Regions from separate parts of the Mus musculus genome. Here regions 2, 3 and 4 are each linked to region 1. Evidence: chromatin contacts called from public HiChIP or PLAC-seq and promoter capture Hi-C data. All regions are on one chromosome and are shown on one strand. Each heading gives the region's core, a stretch centred on a gene start, on an enhancer-like site or on the middle of the called end of the contact. The rest is flanking DNA. Distances are from core to core; before and after follow the strand shown.

Region 1 (3,339 bases), core at 609-3,108:
GCAGCAACAGACAGGCTCAGGGCCTCCTGCATGCAGCACTGTACCAATTAGTGCCAGGCCCAAAGGGTACAGGGCAAAGGGCACAGAAGCAGGGGGTGGGGGTAGGGGCTCACCCTGGATGGTCCTCTTGAAGAAGGCTTTGCAGGCCTCACAGGATGCCACACCGTAGTGGTAGCCAGAGGCCACATCCCCACAGACCAGGCAGAGGCGTTTGGGTAGAGAGCTGAGCACTAGCTTCCCACTGCCCTGCTCACCAGACCCTGCCCCCTCCCCATCCTCCTCCTCCTTGTGCCCTGGAAGGCAGCGGGCTGGAGCTGGACCAGAGGCCAGGGTCACCGGGGGTTCAGTCTCAGTCTCTGAGGAACCCTTTGGACTGTCAGGACTGGCTGGCTCTGCCTTGATGTAGAGAGGCTCGATGCCCACCACCTGGCTGGACATGGTGCTGGTCACCTGCAGGGAAAGACCATCAGGGTCACAGGGAGGCACCCTGCCACATAGGTTGGGCAACACTGGGACTAAGCCAGGCTTCCAGGCTCAGCCAAGGAGAAGGAGGAGGCAGAGTCCAAGGAAGGGCTGCCCATGAAGAGGGCCCCCAGCTGTCGCCATGGGAACAGAGTCTCCAGAGCCTCTGAGGCCAGTAACTGACAGCAGGTCTTCCTCTTGGGAACCTGGGAGCGGCTTGGCAAGTCTAGCTCCCACCCAAGCCAGGAAGCAGGCTAACCTCAACCTGCAGGCAACTCTCAACCCCGAGCATAAGCATGATCCTCTCCTCAGTTTTCTCCAGATGTACTCCAGGAGGTACTCTCAAGTATTCAAGAGCATACTGAGGAACCGGGAGGGGGCTAAGGGGGGCCAAGGGGGGCGGAGGCAAAGGATATGGCCACTCTCTCAGGAGTTTCCACATGTCCACACATGCTCACACTCTCCTGGGAACCTTCCACTCACACATGGCCTTTAACCAGTCCCAAGTTCTCACATACTCCCAGCAAAAGAGCACACTCAATAAGCAAACTCACACTCAAGTCTTCTAATCCCTCACCACACTCTTGTAAGGGAGTCTCTCACCTCTGACACGCCACCCCCTCCAGCTTTAGCAAGCCCAGTCCAGCCACGCCGTGCAGGGCGCGGCTCCACCTCTTTTGCACCCCAAACCTGCAAGGTTCATTCTTACACTCCAGCTACCGCAGAGTTCACCACCTCTCGCGACCTCCAGGGCCGCCCCCCACCCCCCATTAACCTGCGCACACCTATGGGAAGTTGCCTGAAGTTACTAATCTCCCCTCCCCCCATTGCCCGCGGGGGACTTCTATCAGGTTATCAGGAAGTAAGAAGAGGCGACAAGGAAGAAGTTCTCCCTCGCGCTACGATGACCTATGACCCAGAGAGGAGGGTGGCCCAAAGCCCCTGCAAGCGCCCCCACGTGGCCTCAAGGGACCCTTTCAATTCCAGCCCACCCCGAGGACTCCCGCAATGCTCAAGGATCGATCTGAACGCTGCCCGGGGACTCGCTCCAAGGCCCGAGGCTAACTGGAGGCCAGGACCTGAAGCCAGTCCTGACCCGGCCGACGCACCAGGCGCGACCCCGCCCGCAGCCCGCCCCCCGCCCGCGCTTGCACATGGCCCCCGCCGCGCCCGCCCACCCCCGCGGCCGCCTTCCCCTCCGCCCCCGGACCTTGGGCTCCGGCAGGGCTGGCGGGCAGGCATGGGGGCCGAGCGGCCCGGAGCGCCGGGGTGAGCGGGGGCCGCCTCCTCCGGCCGCACCGCCCCGCCGCGCTGCGTCCCCCCTCACTCGGCGGCGCCGCTGGCTGCTTGTAGGACACAAAAGGACATCGCGGCTGCTTCCTACTCCGCTTCCTCCAGCTGACAGCGGAGGCGGGGCCGGCCTGCGCATGCAAAACAGGGGGTGGGGCCAGGTGCCCTATGCTAATATCCGAGGGAGGCGGCGGCGCCTGCGTACCCGGAGGACAGCGGGCAGGCCTTGTCGATACACACGCGTGCGCGGCCTCCTGTGGGCGGGGCCTGAACCTAGGGGAGGAGCGAAGACTAGGAACTGGTGCGGGAGAGAAGCCGGAGCACCCTTGCATCACGAAGGAGGGCGGTGCTCTGCCTTATAAGAGTGGGCGTAGCTGTTCAGTGAACTCACTCTGTGAGGGCGTTGAACGTGTATGTAAATGAAAGGCGGGTTTATGTAACTGCATATGCATAAGGGGTGGGGCCTAACAGGGTGCTGCTCCCCACCCCACCCCATTATGTTGATGGGACACTTGACAGATTTGGTAGATCAGCACCCCTGAGGACCCTCAAGTGGAGAAGCAGACCTAAAACATGCAAGTAGCCCTGGTTTGCGAGTTCCTCAAAGGCAGAGGTGAGACACGAGCGGACAAAACTCAAGGTCACTGCGGTGACCGAATGAAGGTCACGGGGAAAGGCGGGGCCACGTGCGTCCGCCTCACGCAAGCAGCCACGCACTGACTCTGGGACCATGCATAGACTCTTTAATTTCTCTAGGATTCAAATTCCATGCAGATGAGGTTGAGCTTGGGTTCGAGGGACCGGAAAGGACACGGAGCGGACGTCTCGTCGGCCACTTGAGCTGGAGGTTCACTGATCCAAAAAGTACAGCCTCTTGTTCCTGCGCTTCCTGATCCCTTCGATGTATCCCTGCAGCTCTTTAGTCATGAAGTGGTTCCTGCCAATCGTGGACCTATATGCTAGGGAGAGGGAAGAGCTGAGCTCAGGGCCATGAACAGCAGCAAAGGGCTTCCCCCATTTGAGGAACCACAGGTGATTTGAGGTGGCATTTAGTGCTGGATTTGGATCTGTGTTAGTTTGGGGAATTTTGGGTCTCCTAGGTGCGATGTGAAGAATGGAGGGGAAGAAGGCTGAAGAAGTTGCTGCAAGCCTGAACAGAGGCAGTGAGACCCAACCTCCTCCTGAGCCGCTCACTCTAACTAGTTATCTGGCCCTTTCTTCCCTCTATGTGCTCATATACCATGAGCAGAAGGTTACGCAGATAATCCAATATCCAGTACATTTACCCAAAAAAAATCCCGATGTGTCACAGCTCCCACACCTGGGAGTGAAGCAAAGCTACCCAAAGGCTGTCACTCCACTGAACAAGCAGAGAAAACAGACTTGCTAGAAAGGGGCTTATTTTAAGTCCTCTGAGTCACTCACTCCATTGAGTCGGCCTGTGCCTACTCTCTTGACTTTTAATTTTTAGGGCATCCTTGTGAGTGCTAAGGGGATCTGACAAGACTACATATCCTGAAACTCCACAGCCCCAAGCCCTGCCAAAGCCACCAGGATCTTTTGTGGAAGCTGGGGTGGGGGTGGGGG
Region 2 (3,339 bases), core at 365-2,864, 800 kb before region 1:
TGACTCAGGGTTCCCACTGCAGCCTGAGGGCACTGGCTTCCCTACACTTTCCCCTCTATCTGCAAGGGTCACTGTTGGAGGATGACTTGGCCCTAGTTTCCTTTCCAGGAAATCTTGGTACTGGAATCTTGGGCCACTTTTCTTAAATTAGTGAATTTAAGAGTCACTGTGTGTAGCCGGGTAGTGGTGGTGCACGCCTTTTATACCAGCACTTGGGAGGTAGAGGCAGGCCGATTTCTGGGTTCTGGGTTCGAGGCAAGCCTAGTCTACAAAGTGAGTTCCAGGACTGCCAGGGCTACACAGAGAAACCCTGTCTGGAAAAAAGAAAAAAAAGAAAAAACAAAGAGTCACTGTGTGCATGTATGATACAAATATATTGTCTCCACATATAAAATCATCAAAGAATCTGCCTGCCTCTGCCTCCAAAGTGTTCCCATACAAGGCGCCTGTTACCACGCCCACTGGACTTTCCTATAATTAAATCACCCATAGAAGGGAATCTTTTAGCACCTCCTGTTAGATATGTTTATGGGCCAGCCCACGGAGCAGTTCTTATAAGTTTGGAAAGCGCTTTCTAGGTCAACTCTCTCAGTACTATCCTACCTCCTTCCACCTCTACTATGTAGAAAACAGCCAATTTGAGAATGTCAGACCTGAGGTCCCACGTCGGGACTTTTACCAACTGACTTTCCCAAGAAGAAGCTATTGCTGGGGGATGGAAGTTACAGTACTCCCAAGCTATAGTTCGCCGTTGCTGCTACAATTGCGTCTTCCCCACCCCAGGCTCCTCGGGTCCCCGCACTTAGTTCTCTGGGATCGACTCACCCAAGTTGTAGAGCAGAAAGAGGCCCTGAAAAGCAGCCTGGCGGGGGTAGGGGCCTTTGCCCCGCGCGTAGCAGCGCCGCAGCGAACCGAAGCCTTCCTGCACCTGAGTCTGAAGCAGCACCGGGTCCGCGGCTCCGCGCGTCTCTTCTGGCCGCACCCGCGCCACCACGGCCAGCAGCGTGGCCAGCGCAGCCTCCAGCACTGTCGCTGCGTCCGCGTCGTCCACGCCCTGCAGCGACAGATCTAGCCGCACTGCGCGCAGGCGGTCGGCCACAAAGCTCGCCACCTCCGCGCACGACACGTCGCCGCGGCCAGCCACCTCACCGGCCAGATAACGCACGGTGGCTAAGAGCACTGGCGGCGGCCGCAGCAGGCTTGGCGGGGGCCGGGGTTTGCCCGCTGCCGGCCGGCTGTACTCCTTCACTGTGCGCTTGGGGTCGGCTCGGGGAGCGTTCCCACGGCCGCCTGGCTCCACCTCCAGTCGGTGCAGGCGGCGCTCGCGCTCGCGTCGGGCGCGCTCGGCGGCCGGGCACATGTCTGGGCACAGGCCCATGGGTAGTTTGCAGCCGGACATGGTAGGGGTGTGGGTAGAGGACGCACACTCAGCATCGCCGGGCCAGCGGAAGCGCGGCACTGCATCCTGCCGTGGGCTCGAGGGACAGACTCGAGCCCCAGTCTGGCCAAACGCAGCCTGCCGCGGCTTTCTCGATTTGCCGCTCCCGCGGCCTTTAGAAACGCCTCCCATAATCCATCGCGCCTGGCTTCGGTTTTCCCCCTTAAATCGTCCCATGATGCATCGGTTTGTAGTCCCGCGACGCAGGCCACACCTCCCCAGGGCTGGGATTTGTTGGTTTAGCTTTTTGTTCTTAGGGCTCTCGAAGTAGCAAGTCCTGCTTTACGTACGTGTCTATTATTTCTTTAACACACTCAGCTAGTGCTGCGTGCCTGTCATTCTTCATTGTTTCCCTATGCGTTTTGTTTTAACTGTGTACCTTTGCATGGTCTGGAAGTCACTATATAGACCAGGCTGACTCAGTAGAGATCCGCCTGTCTCTTTGCCTTCCAATTCCCGGATTAAAGGCGCGGCCACTCATTCATAGTTATTATTAGCATTCTGTCTAAGCTTCACTTCACAGTTAGCTGACAACAACCAGGTAGGCTCCACCCAACAGCTACCTGGCAACAGTCAGGTAGGCCTGACCCATTATAAAAGGGGCTGCTTGCCCCCTCCTCTCTCTTGCCTTCTTGCTCCTGCTCTAGTCCCTTGCCCCTCCCCCTCCCTGTGCTCATGGCCAGCTTCTAATTCTCTACTCCTCTACTTCTCTCTCCCCCCCTCCTCTCTCTGCCTTTCTCTGCCTCTAGTACCCTCTTAACTCCCCTTCCCATGTCCTGAATAAATTCTACTATTACCATCGCTTGGCTGGTCCCTCAGGGGGATAGGATGCCTTGGCAAGGGCCAGCTGAAGCACCTCAATGGAACATATTCCTCCTCTCTTTATCTTCTTATAAACATAATGGGTATGATGTGCCAGACACCGCTTATTCAACTCTGTTGGTACAATGTAAACTCAACCACAGACAATAATAAGCAAATGGACCTGGTTGTGTTCAGGCATGTGTTTTACTCACACGTATTTAAATTTTATGAGATTTTCACTAGTCAAAGAATCTTTTTTCTTCCAACCATAAAAAAAAAGAAAGAAAGAGAAGAAGAGAAAAGGAAAGGAAAGGAAAGAAAGAGAAAGGAAGGAAGGCTCTCAAGGGCCTTACAAAAAAGGCAGTGGGCCAGGTCTGGCTACAGACTCTGGTCTAGATGGGTGAACTGACAGGTTAGGGGCCCAGATGCCACTCACATAGAACAGATAGGCAGGATCAGAAGTTCAAGTCTAATTCCAAGGAGGCAGGCAGGTCAGAGCTGAGAAGTCTTTGCTTTTCTTATACTTGATCCAGTTAATACAGATATGGCCCCTGGTAGTCATACGAGCAGGAAGCACGGCCAGGTCCCAAAGAGAGCAGTGGGGGTGGCTGGCAGTGCTGGAGCTGACATCCCAGGAAGGGTCCACCCCTTAGGGCAAGTGTGTGTGAAGCATCTCTGCCCGCTTCAGGTACTCGGCTGCCTTCTTCTTCACACCTTCCCGGCGGGCAGGGGATGGGTCACCTGGAGGAAGCAGATGGCCCACCTACATTCAGAACCCAGGTCATAATGTGTCCTTTCCCTCCCTGGGTCCTCCTGTCTTTGCCTCATTTTATGAGGCTATTAAAAAAAATAAGGGAAAATTCTGCCCAGTGTCTCCAGTTGACCTGTGAGAAACAGATGTTCACGGTCCCTCTTTCTTTCTTTAGAATGTATTGTATGTGTGTGAGTGAGCACGGGAGGGTCAGCGGGCAACCTTGGGTGTAGGTCTTCCCCTATCACCGTGTCTGTCGTCTGTCGGAGATAAGATCTCTCTGTTCTCTGCAGCCTATGCCAGGTTCAGCTGCCCTCGAGTTTTTGGGGATTCTCCTGTCCCTGCT
Region 3 (3,339 bases), core at 534-3,033, 780 kb before region 1:
GTAGCCTTGGCCGGCCTGGAACTTGCTCTGTAGACCGGGTTGGACTCAAGCCCGTAGATTCACCTGCCTTTACCTTCTGAACGCTGGCATTCGAGGTGTTCGATACCATGCTCATTTTTTGTTTGCTTAGAATATTTTGAGTTTTTGCCTACACGAGGACCTCAGGACTGAAGTTACACAAGGCTGTGAAGCACCAAGTGGGTACTGGGCACTGAACCCCTGTTCCCTGGTTCTTCACCACTGCACCAGTTTTACTTAGCCTCTTGCTTTCTACAGGTCTACTGTTAGCAGACTGGCTCCTGATGCTTCCTGAAGCCTCACTTTGCCAGGTAGGTCTCCGAAGACCCCCTTACTGCTCTCCACTGGCCGGGTGGCCCAGCTTCTGCTCTGCTCCGGGCGCTGCTGCTCTTTCCTTGGCCCTCTCCCAGACCCCATCCTGTTACCCTCATCTGACTTCACACAAGCGTCTACACCTGGGTCTCAGCACTCCCCAGCTGGGCCATCCCATGATCGTTTCTAGGCTGATGGCTGCTACCTACCTGCCCAACAGTCAGGGTTGGTGTCTTCCCAGGGACATGCGTCTCTCATCTCAGCAAGTGGCTCCTTGTCCTTCTGAACACTCTGGCCAGAGACCAGTTCATGCTTGGCTACATCTCCCTCATTGTCTTCTCCCATTCAGCAGCAAGTCATAATACTCTCCTACTACCACCATGGTCTAAGCCACCATCCTGTGCTCCCTTCATAGTCCAGCTGCCTAAATGGCCCCAGCCCATGGGCTCTCCCTCTCTCCAGCTCTTTCCTTCTCAACCTTTCTTGAACATGCCTGTCTTATCCTCCTCCAGGGCCTTCGCACTTGCAGGTCCTCTGCTTACGTTTTCCCAGCTCTCTCTACCTCCTTGTGGACTCTATTCTTCTCATCCTACACTACATATCTTACTTGCTTTATCAATTTTTTCTCCCCTTTCATCACAGAATATCTGAAATGAAGCCTTTTTCGCTTCCCTGTTTTACCGAATTCCCTAACATAGGTGCTTGGAGGTCATCTAATGAGTGTCTTTCTCAGAATTGTCTAAAACACGCACGAGTGGTAAAGTTCTACGTGCACATTAAATTTCCTTTTCTCCCTCTGCTACTTTGTGGATCGCAGATGCCTAGGTGGCCCGGCACAGTGCAAGACGGGTGATGCAGGTGCCAGTTAATGCGGTGAAAGGTCGCTGGTGGCCTTAAGTGACAGCGGGACCTGTGGCCAACCGAGTCCACGCCTACTCGCAGGAGCCTAGGCGGTCCTCGAGACCCTGGGATTCCGACCCTAAGGGAAGCGCCAAGGCCTACACCCGTAGATGAAGGGGAGGGGGTCAGCGCCAGGGAGGAGCAGGGCCCACGCTCGGGCCAGCCCGAGGCAGCGTGACGTCCGAGTCACCACCACTGCGTCGCGCCTCGCAGTGATACTGGAGTCCCAAGTCTAGGCCGGGCCTTGAGACCACCGGGCTGCCTTCTGCACGCCAACCCCCACCCCGCAGAGTGGTACGGCCCTCCCCGGCCCCGCGCCGAGCAGTGGTAGCGCCGCGTGCGTGACGCACCACCGGCAATAGGTACCCACGGCGGCCGCGCCCCCCCACGCCCGGCTCCGCCCACCCGGCGGGCCCCGCTACCCTCGCGACCGCTCTAGCGCTCGGAGGATACAGCATGAGCAGCCGCAGCTCTCGCTCTTTCTGCTTCATCTTCTTCAGAATGGTCAGAAGCCCCATGATCCCGTAGCCCCCTCCCGGCCGCCGTTTCTTCTAGTCCCGGGACCCCGCTCCCGTCTCCTATTGGCCAGCCTGGCGCTTGTGGCCGCCCTCGTTGTCACGTGACCACAGGAGTGCAGGGCGTCGCCCCCTAGAGGCGCTGCGGCGACTTTGAAGCCTGCTGCGTTAACCCTTGTCGGGAAGGCAGAGGGTTGGTGGGGACAAGGGAGAAGTCCCTAAGCCTTCCGACTCCGAGGCCTCGGTCGGATGCCAGACAGAGGCTGACTTTCTCGAGCAGTATCTCGTCTGGGTAGGGAGTAGCCGCGAAGAGATTCTGAGCTAGGAGTCGGAATCTGGTTCCACAAAGAGCTGACGAATCATCCGGGGACTGTAATACGGTTCCCACCAGTGCATCTTGTGACTTCCATTCATTTACCAGTGACGGAAAACCGTTGGTCCTGGTCCGGGACTCTGTCGGAAATGGCTCTGTGCGTTCACTTGAGGATGATGACTCCCCCTAGGGGCCATTTCTAAATGTGCGGACAGTATGGCCTCCTTGGGTTGTTTAGAGTTCCAAGCTCCCCGCAATGCAGGGACCAGACCCGCACAAAGGATTGAGTGCTATCTAGGACCCTATCAGGTTGAGACGCTCTATCCCAACTGTTAGGATAAAACTGGCAGGGCAGAGCCTGTCTCAAAAAACAACGATAAAAAACCTGAAGCCCACCTGGTGCTTAGCCTCATGGCTGCTGGCATGTACTAGCTGTACAATCAGATTATCTTCAGTAAATGACTTTGACAAGAGTTCTTTAAAAAAAATTTTTTTTTCTTTGCTGGTTGTGTTGGCACATATCTTTAATTCCAATGCCTGGGTGGCATAGACAAGTGGATCTCTGTGAGTTTGAGGGCAGCCTGGTCTGTATATATATTGAGGACAGAAAGGGCTACACATCTGAGACCCTGTCTCAAAACAATCATCATTGTTGTGTGTAAACTCTGTATGTGTGTGTGTGTGTGTGTGTGTGTGCGCGCGCGCGTGTCTGCACATACCACTGGAGATCAGAGGACAACTTTGTGGAGCTGATTCTCACACTTTTTTTTTAAGATTAATTTATATGTAAGTACACTGTAGCTGTCTTCAGACCCCTTAGAAGAGGGCATCAGATCTCATTATAGGTTGTTGTGAGCCACCGGTGTGGTTGCTGAGATTTGAACTCAGGTTAAGAGCAGTCAGTGCTCTTAACCGCTGAGCCATCTCTCCAGCCCCGATTGTCGCACTTTTATGTGGGTTCCAGGCAGGGAATTTAGCATCAGACTTTCTCAGCAAGTTTTTTTTTTTTTTTTTTTTTTTTTTTTTTTTTTTTTTTAATTGGTGAGATTTCTCACTGGCCCAAAGAGTTAGTTTCTCTTTTTTTGTTTTTTGTTTGTTTTTGCTTTTTCCGAGACAGGGGTTTTCTCTGTGTAGGTTTTTCTCTCTTTCTTTCTGGCTGTCCTGGAACTCACTCTGTAGACCAGGCTGGCCTCGAACTCAGAAACCCGCCTGCCTCTGCGTCCCAAGTGCTGGGATTAAAGGCATGCGCCACCACTACCGGGCAGAGCTAGGGTTCTATTT
Region 4 (3,339 bases), core at 304-2,803, 590 kb before region 1:
CAGAGTGAATTCCAAGACATCCATGGCTACACAGAAAAACCCTGTCTCTAAAAACAAAAAACAAAACAGACAAACAAACAACCAAAAAAGAAAGAAAGAAAGAAAGAAAGAAAGAAAGAAAGAAAGGAAGGAAGAAAGGAAGAAAGAAAGAAAGGAAGAGGTTCTGCTTGTATATGTGTGTGGTGTCTTTACACCTGTGTAAGGAGCTGCTCAGATGTGGAAAACAGAAAGATCACATATCCTTCTTTATGACTCTCTCTGTCTTCTTCCCTTTACACAGGCTCTCTCTCTGAACCTGCAGCTAGGTCGTTAGGCAGGAAGTCCCAAGACCCTCCTCCCTTTAACCCCCACACTGACCCCATTCCCCATCCATGCCCTATAATGCTAGGATTCCAAACGTATAAGTGAATTCTGGGTATTTGAACTCAGGTCCTCCTACTGGTACAACAAAAGGCTCTCAGCTGCTACATCATCTCCTCAGCTTCATCTATTGAGGTCTTGGTCTCAGACAAAAAGACTTCGTTTTGGAAACAGGGTCATTACAGACTTCGTGAATTAAGATGAGGTCATGAAGCCTTGTGGGAGGGGTGGTGCCATGTGGACTGGTGGTGAACATCTATAATCCCAGCATGGTGGAGGCTGAGGCAGGAATATTGTGAGTCTGTGGCCAGTCTGAACTAAAAAGCAAGATCCTGTCTAAGGTAAAACTGACCTTGAACTTCCTGATTTTTTTTTTCTTTTCTTTCCTTAATTTTATTTTACCTATGTGTGTGCATAAGGTGCCTGCTTGGAGCCTGCAGAGGACAGCAGAGAACATTGGACCTCCTAAAGTGGGGCTAAAGACCCAGTTGTGAGCAAACATGTACATACTGGGAACGCAGGGTCCTGAGCCAGAGCCGCCAGGGCTCTTAACTCTGAGTCATCTCTGAAGTCCACCCTGAGTTCCTTGCCTCTAATTTCAAGGACTGGTATTGGATCATAGACCAGTCTTGCCTTGAGCTCACCAAAATCCTTCTGCCTCCGCCGTACTGTGTTCAGCCTTGCATTCTTTTTAGGTGTGGATGTTTCGTCTGCCTTTTTATGTGTGTGCACCAAGTCAAGCTTGGTGGAGGTCAGAGAAAAGCATGGGTCCTCTGGAAGTGGAGTTACAGATGGTGAGCCACAATGTGGGTGTGGGGACCTAAACTTGATCCCAGGTCCTTTGCAAAAGCAACAAGTGCTCTGAACAGCTGAACCAGGTCTCCAGCCTCCTTGTAGTGTTTTAGAGCAACAGTTTCCCTCACATCTTAAACTGGCCATAATACACACTGCAGGGGCGCTACTGCGCCTGAGTTTAATCCTAGGACTACAATCTCCCAGAAGTCACGGAGGAACTTCTTCTGGCGTGATCCTAGATGACCAATCGTTGAGGAGCTCAGCTTACCCGCCCTGGAGCAGCAGGACTACTTCTTCCATAAGCCATTGCGGGTTTGGCTGTCATTTTCAGATTTAGAGAGGGCCGGGTGAGCAAGGACTCCCCATTTCCCAGCAGGCAGTGCGGCCATAGGAGGCGCGGGACTTCATTTCCCAGCAGGCTTCAGGCGGCGGGCGCCGCGGTGCCTTGTGTGGGATGTAAGCGCGGAGGTGGGCGCGGGGGACCGAAGCCGGGACTCTCCTTGGGACTTGTGGGAGGCTGGTTTGGGTTTGCCTTCTGGACAGGCTCCAGAGGGCCGGGTAGAGATTGTAGGGACTGGAGGGGCGGCCTTTGAGGGTCCCCAATAGGTCTTTGGGAGCAGCCTCATCGGGGCTGGGGGTCCCGGAATTGTAAGGAACTAGAAGGCCCTATATAGCCTTGGTTGAAGGGTCTCAGAAACCGAGCCGCCGCCCGTGAGCACAGGACGAAGCGGCTGGCGAAGCAGAATTGTGGCGGAGGGTAGAGCCTTAGCCGAGCCTGGGAGGGGGCTCTCTCGCCGAGCCCGACCCTCCCTCCCTCGGCTCGCCCGCAGGCCACCGCCCGCCGCCATGGGGCTGAAGGCCGCCCAGAAGACGCTGTTCCCTCTGCGCTCTATCGACGACGTGGTGCGCCTGTTTGCTGCAGAGCTGGGCCGAGAGGAGCCTGACCTGGTGCTCCTGTCCTTGGTCCTGGGCTTCGTGGAGCATTTCCTGGCTGTCAACCGTGTCATCCCCACCAACGTGCCGGAGCTCACCTTCCAGCCCAGCCCCGCACCCGACCCTCCTGGTGGCCTCACCTACTTCCCGGTGGCCGACCTATCCATCATTGCTGCCCTCTATGCCCGATTCACCGCTCAGATCCGCGGCGCTGTGGACCTCTCCCTCTATCCTCGAGAGGGAGGTGTTTCTAGTCGCGAACTGGTAAAAAAGGTCTCGGATGTCATATGGAACAGCCTCAGCCGCTCCTACTTCAAGGACCGGGCCCACATCCAGTCCCTCTTCAGCTTCATCACAGGTTGGAGTCAGACAGGTGGTCAGGAGAGCAAATGAGTGTTGTCTTACCTCTTCTCATGTCTGAACAATATGGCTTATAGCCCTTTTGAGACTTGTAAACCTTGTGTGGTGGGGCAGGTATTATTTCTCCTTCGCAGTTGTGGAAAGAGAATTCTGAAGAGGGGAATGTCAGAATGACAGGGCTGAGACTGGAACCTGGTCATTTGGTGCCAGCTTTTACTCCCCAGTCTTTCAACAGTCCCAGCCCTGCCATTGAATAGCCAGAGGGATCTGGCAGCCCAACATATGGGGAAAGAAGGTGGTAGCAGACTGGGGAGGTAGGACAAATGGGTGGGTACATTTGAGACAATTAAGATTATACCTTTGAAAATATTTTGAAAGGAAGCACGGGCTTGACTAAGGACAAAGTGCTTCAGCTCTCCGTGCAATGTACTGAGCAAGCATCTGAGGCCTCTTGTGAGCTTTGAGGAAAAAAGTGCAGAGATAAATCAGAACATGAAGAAGGGAGGGGTGGGGGTTCGTGGGGTCATGGGCTTGCTCTCCTTGACACAGTCTGATAGCTGTACAATAGACACTGGGTTAAGTCATTATGTTAACAGAAGTACTTGGTGTAGAAAAGGGAGGGGCAGTTTCTGGCTGGGTGGACCTGAGATCCAGAAGGGTTCTGGGGTTGGGTTATTGGGAGGGAGCTGCTGCGAGCATAAAAGGGTGAACATAGTGGATAGGGTGTGTGATGCCTGGATACAGGCTTGAGAGGTGCTAGAGGGGGCATGGCTCCCTTCTTCCAGGACAGAGCTCTCATGACTGCCCTTTACCACAGGCACCAAACTGGACAGCTCGGGCGTGGCCTTTGCAGTGGTAGGGGCCTGCCAGGCTCTGGGTCTCAGAGATGTC

The links. Promoter capture Hi-C pulls out the DNA fragments that hold promoters and counts their contacts. HiChIP or PLAC-seq counts read pairs in DNA pulled down with a chosen protein or histone mark.
Region 2: a contact with region 1 is called in a promoter capture Hi-C map of hippocampal neurons, with 3 times the contacts expected there. The contact joins the promoter of Sac3d1 here to the promoter of Esrra in region 1. A contact is called at or near these places in 3 of 39 promoter capture datasets (hippocampal neurons, liver and pre-B cells), 1 of 484 Hi-C or Micro-C datasets (embryonic stem cells) and 2 of 115 datasets of contacts at active chromatin or transcription factors (embryonic stem cells and extraembryonic endoderm stem cells).
Region 3: an HNF4G HiChIP or PLAC-seq map of pancreatic cancer cells shows a contact between it and region 1. The contact joins the promoter of Arl2 here to the promoter of Esrra in region 1. A contact is called at or near these places in 2 of 115 datasets of contacts at active chromatin or transcription factors (extraembryonic endoderm stem cells and pancreatic cancer cells).
Region 4: a promoter capture Hi-C map of liver shows a contact between it and region 1, with 2.9 times the contacts expected there. The contact joins the promoter of Men1 here to the promoter of Esrra in region 1. A contact is called at or near these places in 8 of 39 promoter capture datasets (the C10 cell line, the HPC-7 cell line, cranial neural crest and 5 more), 2 of 484 Hi-C or Micro-C datasets (CD4 T cells and liver), 7 of 115 datasets of contacts at active chromatin or transcription factors (the NIH/3T3 cell line, astrocytes, bone marrow-derived macrophages and 3 more) and 2 of 9 other capture datasets (adipose tissue and pancreatic islet).

What each region holds. Positions count from the first base shown.
Region 1 is chr19:6,919,950-6,923,288 of GRCm38.p6, forward strand. It overlaps Esrra (estrogen related receptor, alpha), which reads right to left and starts at 1,859. Exons shown (of 7, transcript NM_007953.2): 1 at 1,673-1,859; 2 at 114-450. The coding sequence starts at 438. Catsperz (cation channel sperm associated auxiliary subunit zeta) reads right to left here. Exons shown (of 5, transcript NM_001039494.2): 5 at 2,477-2,711. The coding sequence ends at 2,602.
Region 2 is chr19:6,116,972-6,120,310 of GRCm38.p6, forward strand. It overlaps Sac3d1 (SAC3 domain containing 1), which reads right to left and starts at 1,615. Exons shown (of 2, transcript NM_133678.3): 1 at 826-1,615. The coding sequence starts at 1,615. It overlaps Snx15 (sorting nexin 15), which reads right to left. Exons shown (of 8, transcript NM_026912.2): 8 at 2,428-2,983. The coding sequence ends at 2,892.
Region 3 is chr19:6,139,354-6,142,692 of GRCm38.p6, forward strand. Arl2 (ADP-ribosylation factor-like 2) reads right to left here and starts at 1,784. Exons shown (of 5, transcript NM_019722.3): 1 at 1,684-1,784. The coding sequence starts at 1,748. It overlaps LOC115489019 (a long non-coding RNA gene), which reads left to right. Exons shown (of 3, transcript XR_003952891.1): 3 at 277-2,561.
Region 4 is chr19:6,333,460-6,336,798 of GRCm38.p6, forward strand. It overlaps Men1 (multiple endocrine neoplasia 1), which reads left to right and starts at 1,554. Exons shown (of 10, transcript NM_001168489.1): 1 at 1,554-1,623; 2 at 1,986-2,446; 3 at 3,266-3,339. The coding sequence starts at 2,002.